Linked DNA regions of Gossypium hirsutum: region 1 is linked to region 2. Evidence: chromatin contacts called from public Hi-C data. All regions are on one chromosome and are shown on one strand. Each heading gives the region's core, a stretch centred on a gene start, on an enhancer-like site or on the middle of the called end of the contact. The rest is flanking DNA. Distances are from core to core; before and after follow the strand shown.

What was found. Hi-C and Micro-C count contacts between places; a contact is called where the count stands out from the background.
Region 1: a contact with region 2 is called in a Hi-C map of leaf, with 3 times the contacts expected there. The contact joins the promoter of LOC107949027 here to the enhancer-like site in region 2. A contact is called at or near these places in 3 of 34 Hi-C or Micro-C datasets (fibers and leaf).

The regions. Positions count from the first base shown.
Region 1 is chrA08:13,682,667-13,685,772 of Gossypium_hirsutum_v2.1, forward strand. LOC107949027 (transcription termination factor MTERF4, chloroplastic) reads left to right here and starts at 1,841. Exons shown (of 3, transcript XR_001697618.2): 1 at 1,841-2,047; 2 at 2,494-3,106.
Region 2 is chrA08:13,547,475-13,550,569 of Gossypium_hirsutum_v2.1, forward strand. No RefSeq gene overlaps it. Among protein-coding and RNA genes, the nearest start is that of LOC107949048, 23 kb to the right of the region's middle. Within about 2 kb of position 1,292, at least 2 of the 9 cell types and tissues checked have an H3K27ac peak or open chromatin away from gene starts, as enhancers often do. A contact at or near this core is called in leaf, where this site is marked.

The DNA of each region.
Region 1 (3,106 bases), core at 591-3,090, 140 kb after region 2:
CGAACCACCCCGATGTATGTTTTAGGCCTCGAAGGCCCGTATAAGAGACGATATGCATGTGTTTGAAAAGTTTTAATTTGGACGAAATTTTGTGGCCCGGTTTTGTATGTTTGTGAATGTTTAAGTCCGGTAACGCCTCGAACCCTATCCCAGCGTCGGATATGGGTAAGGGGTGTTACAAAAAATTTAATGAATAAAAAAAGAATAAAATTATAACAATATGCAAAATTTTTCATTCATAAGCTTAGACTTTTTCAGTTCTCATTTCGTACATGTACAACCATAATTACTCTTTTTTTTTCAAATTCTCTACTCTCTAACATTTAACCACTTAAACTCATTTCTACGTTTTCTTCCATCTTCGATTCTGTATCTTCTTCTGGGAAATTCTTTTATATTAAATTCTGAATTCTCTTCAAATTCATCTTCTACAGTCCAATTTGGAAATTCCTCAAGATCTTCTTCCTCTTCAACTTTATAACGGGTATTGAATTTATAAATTCTCTTGATAATTTCCTAACAACTAATTTATCCATCCATGACATGTCAAAAACATTTTGCTTCCTAGTCAATTTTCGCGAACCTAAATTTTATCTTACTATTTTCCTTGCTACATAAAAGATTATAAACTTCACGAAGTGTATAACTATATTCCAATAGGTTCGTGGTACCAATGTCTTCCAAAGTTGGTCTAAAATAATTTGATGCTCTCGTTCTATTAATGCCTCTCTAAGGGTCAAATATTGCACTTTATTCTTTCTAATCAGTTCATGACCCTTACGTAACACTTCTTGCATCTTTTGATTTACGGTAATAAGGTGTTAAACGATGTCTTCTTTTGGGTTCATTCTGTAATCTTGCAATTCTCTCATCATCTTATCAACTTTCTCTCTTTGTGCTAAAGTTGTTATCTCATCAGATAATATCATATTTATTACCATTTCTACCAATATCTGTGACAAAAAATAATTTTTTTCTTGATTTTTAGTTTTTATCTATTTTCCTTTGGTGTCATCACTAACTAATAATTAATTTATAATAGTTACTAACAAAATAACTTTCAAATAAATTAAAAAAATAAAAATTACATTCATAACCTAACAAATCATAATAAACTCTAAACAAGCAATTAACCTAATCACAAAACTTACTAACAAAATTAATAAAAATTTACATTCATAACCTAACAAATCACAATAAACATTAAACTAAACAAATAATTTATAATAGTAACTAATAAAATAATTTTAAAATAAATTAAAAACATAAAAATAACCATAAACAAACTACACAATACTAACAAAATAATTTATCCTCATCATAATCTATTCTATTTAAAAAATAAAAATAAAAATACTTTATCCTTCCTTCTCTTCTGCTATTTTATTTTTAATCCTCATTCTCTTCTTTACTGGGACCATTAAATAGGGCCCTAAAAATTAGACCACTGGTGCTGCCTATCAGATAGACATTATCTCCTTGTACTAATTTTATATTTGTACACGGGCGCATACTAAATTCAAAAATTTTCTACAAGTTGGCCGCTTATGTAAATGGTAATACTAATAAAATAATATTTTAAAAAAAATAAAAGATAAATTTTATTAAAAAAATGATAGTGCTGCCTATAAGAAAGGCACCGCTCCAAATATACCATTTTGATATTTAATCATATTGACATACTGATTTGGTATTAATTTTTTTTTAATAATATTCACGTGAAAAAGCCTAAAAATCACGATGAAAACCCAGTTCAATGCAGATTGAAGTAATCAGACCAAAAAGGCCTACAATAAATCCAAAATAGATTTTCAGAGAAATAAAAGCCTAGTCCAAAAATTTTAGAAAGAAACCCACAACGTAGATAAAGGCAAATAGATAAATGTTAGAGGAAAAAATCTACTAGTAGCACCTGCCTTGCTTCCAAGTTCGCAACCCAGGGCCTTACTTTGGCTGCAGCCACACCGTTCCTCCCTTCTTCGGCCACCGGAAACCGACAACTCTCGTCTCCTTCTAAAGCTCTGAGTCGGTTACTCTTCCTTTCCTGGTAATTTTTGTTTCACTGTTTGTTAATTCTTCGGATATTGGAGTAAGATCTTTACTGAAAGTGGGAAAACAAATTGATATTGCAGTAAGAGAATTAATGAATTGTGAAATTTGGGTGATTATCTAATTTTCAGAATCCTTAATTCGAGAAAAGTATCTTCTTTAGCTTCTACTTCTTCTCCTTGGGTCTACTTTACCTTTATCTTTGATATTGGAGTCTGGGTACTGAAATGCGCCTAATTGCCATTTTAGCGTTTTAGCTTCTGAGCATCACCTTATTCTAGCTCTGAAAGTACAGATTTTGTTTAATTTTTTTCTAGTAAAAATGCTTCCTTTATAGAGTTCTCATTATATAAGGTCATTTTCTTCTAAACATCTAAAAGACCTTTTCCGGAAATGATTGCTTCTTACAACCTTTAATTCATTTGGTCTGCGGTTTTTTTGTAGAATATTTAATATCCTGAGAACTGTGAGATTATGAAGATCAGAAGCTGTGTTGGCATTACAAAACCAAGTCTTCTGCTTGTACATTCTGAGTTACCCGCACTTACCTTCCATAAAACCAAGTTAACATGGACATCAACCCTTAGATTCCCAAGTAACTATGAGAGGACTTCTGGATCGGTTACTAGGTTTCATTGCAATGTTGCTGGTAGAACTGGTGCTTCTACATCTGTGAGTTCATCTTCATCGAAGTCAAATACTGTTCATTTGAGCCGGAAACAAGTCAAACCCTCATCCTTGTATAGTCGTCCTAGTTTGTCGAACATGAAGAAAGAGAGGATAGCAAATCGCGCTAAGGTTTATGAGTTTTTGAGGGTACTTGGTATTATTCCTGATGAGCTAGATGGGTTAGAACTTCCTGTAACTGTTGAGGTTATGCAGGAACGGATTGATTTTCTTCATAATTTGGGGCTTACTATTGAAGACATCGACAATTATCCACTGGTCCTCGGTTGTAGTGTGAAAAAGAACATGATTCCCGTGCTTGATTATTTGGGGAAATTGGGTGTTAGAAAATCCACTTTCACTGAGTTTTTGAGAAGATATCCACAAGTTC
Region 2 (3,095 bases), core at 42-2,541:
AAACTGGTGTGTTTGCTCAGCTATCTTAAACAAGCATCTCTTGCCATTCCATCACCAAAAAAACCCTAGTAAAAAGAATTGTCCATTTCTTATCATATCAATGGAAAAGAATCAAAGCAGTTGCCCCAAAGTTGTGTTTGAGAAGATCTTTAGGTCAATCACTTTGGGTCCTGCTTTCACTACAATTCGTCGCATCTCCAACCGCCAACAAACACCATCTTCAACAGCTCGAAATTCACCACAGCCACCCAAACCTTCGAGTAAACAAGGATCGGAAGTTCCCATCAAGTTCGACTATACCACCGCCCCACCAACCGAGAAACCAAAACCAGTTGTTTCAGCTGGTAATGCTCATCAACTGGGAGGAAGTAAGTTGAAGCCTAGTGTAGCAAAGGGTAATGGGAAAAGCCAAGTCCAAAACCACGATGATATATTTGCTAAATTTATCCATGAAACAAGGCGGAAGATCACGTCACCGGAGCCGGACAACGGTGAGATTTCCCAGAAAGTGGGTGGACATGGACATGGACATGGTAGTGGTCGAAAGGATCATCAATTCTCGGATTACATAAAGCAGACTAAAAGGAAGATCAAGAGCACCTTGAGCAGCAAGGATAGAAGTGAGTCTTTCTTCAAGTGATTCAAATTTGACATGAACAAGGTGGAGATTCTATCCTATATATGTACCAAACTAAAAAGGTAAGATAAATAAACATTGATTATATTGTTTTGTGTGTGCCTTAATTCAGTTGATTCATGTGTGTAACAATGGTCTCTTTCTATGATTCTATCTCATTGTTATTGTTGTATGTATGTTTCTCACTCAATATATACATCCCCATCAACTTTTCTATTCTACTTATCATTGGTTTAATAATTATACGCATGCTTTCCTCTTTTACCTTTGTTTATGATCTTTTACTCTTATGGAAAACATAGGGGATCAAATGAAGATAAATTTGTATAGAAGCTCCTCATATTATGCATTTTTAGCATGGATATTACATTTTTAAATAGTTTATTTGAAAAACATTCAAGTTTCGCAAAAGTTACCTTTAATAATTTTAGATGCTTTTAAGAAAAAAAATATTTTTTTAATAAAGCAGCCACATGATTGAAAATATACATTAGAAAATAAAAATGATACTAAAATTATATAAAAGAAATGCATTAAGACACAGATGTCTAATACAATGTTGAATGCAAGATGAAGAGTAACAGAATGGGCCTAAGGGTATATACAGAACAACATTCTTGGATTTGGGTGGCAGCCATTTATTATATTGTCCAAATTTCTAACTCTATGTAGGCCTGGACTGCGTCATTCAGGCCTCAACCCTTCTTTTAAACCACAGCCTCACCCCAGTATTCAACTACCAACCATTTGAGAAGCCTCTGAATCATGATGTTAGAGTTTTCGAGTTTCAATGCCAACGTCCTATAATTAAAAGCAATATATTTAAATTCAAACCCAACTCCACCAATAAAAAGAAAATAGAAAAAGAAGTTTAAATTAGTTTTATGAAATTATTAAAATTATATCAAATTATAATTTTGTTAAAATGATTATCTGAATAAATAAATAATCATGAATTCGAAAACAGCATAAATATATAAAAGTCGAAAATCTAACGCCAACTTTTTCAACAATAGTCCCAAGATCATAAATCATATAGGGAAGCAATAAAATGATAAACATTTAACCTCTAACCATAGCACTTGATTGATATAAAATATGTTAGTACAAAAACTTCGGTGAAAAAAATCTCGAACATCCAAACGAAACTTAAACAGAAAAAGAAGAAATAGGATAAAGCTCCAAAGCATGTAGCAAGCCACTATCTTTAAGGTTATATTTGCTCCCACCTATCTTCAGTGTGCAAATGAATTTCAAGCAAATTAACCTCGAGAATACAATGAAGCCAATGACTATATGCGTTTTGTACTGACGAGAATACTCCACTAAGGACTAAGCAATGTATAACAAGGAACTTAATTTCTACAAAGAATTTATAAAGTAACTCTTTATAGAACAATCTAATAATATTATAAATGAGTAAGGATAGGAAGAACTTTTGGAACTTGTAGGTGTGATCTCCAAATGAAATTTCATTCCTATTTATTGGAATTTTCATGTCTCTTCGTAAAGACATCTTTGAATAAGTGTCTTTATTGATTAAATAAAAATAATAATTATTCATTTAATTTTATAACTATTCAAGCAATATTGCTTGAACAGTTATAATTATTTTTCGAAAATCAAATAATATAACTTTTGACCAATGATTATCTTTTGATTAATTACACATATTCATTTACAGTTATTAAAATATTATAAATATTTGAAAATGTTAGAATCTTTTCGCTTTAAAAACTTCAAATAAATCACAAACACCGTAAATAAAGAATTATATATATTGAAAACTTTGGTAAAATTTTTATTTCAGCAGACTCTCTCACTCTTTACTAAACGTAGTTAATCTAAAAATATAAAATTATTTAATTTTGTATAATAAAATAAACTCATCTTCAAAAATGTGTACATGTATGGGTGTGTGAAATAGAAGCTAATTTAATTTTGAATCCAAAGAGACCGAAGCAAAAGTGGGTAATGTGATGTGATAGAATTGAGGTTTCATACATAGGCAGACAGTTGAAGTCCAATTGACGTGCTATTTTCATGGACGGTACAAACTCAGGGGAAACTTTATAATGTACTGTTAACTCACATTGACAATATTACATATGCATTGTAGGCATTAGACAACTATCTTTATCAAAGCCAAGCACTTGCCTTTTTGTTTCCTTCCATTAAAGGGGTGAGCCTTTCTTTTATTTGTTAAAAGGTCCATTGTCCCACGCCCATATTTTTTTTTATGGAAATTCCTATCTGCCAATTTTAATTTATTTCCCTTTTCTTCATGTTCTTTTGTTTATTTTTGTCATATTGCTCATCCAACGTCGGTGGAGGATGACGGCGTTGAGATTTTTTGAGGGGTTTAACTAAAATTTTTAGAAATTTTTACTATTTTTCAATTTTAATAGAAACATGATGGAATACATTAGAAAGCATTTAATAGTCTTTATCAAATGTA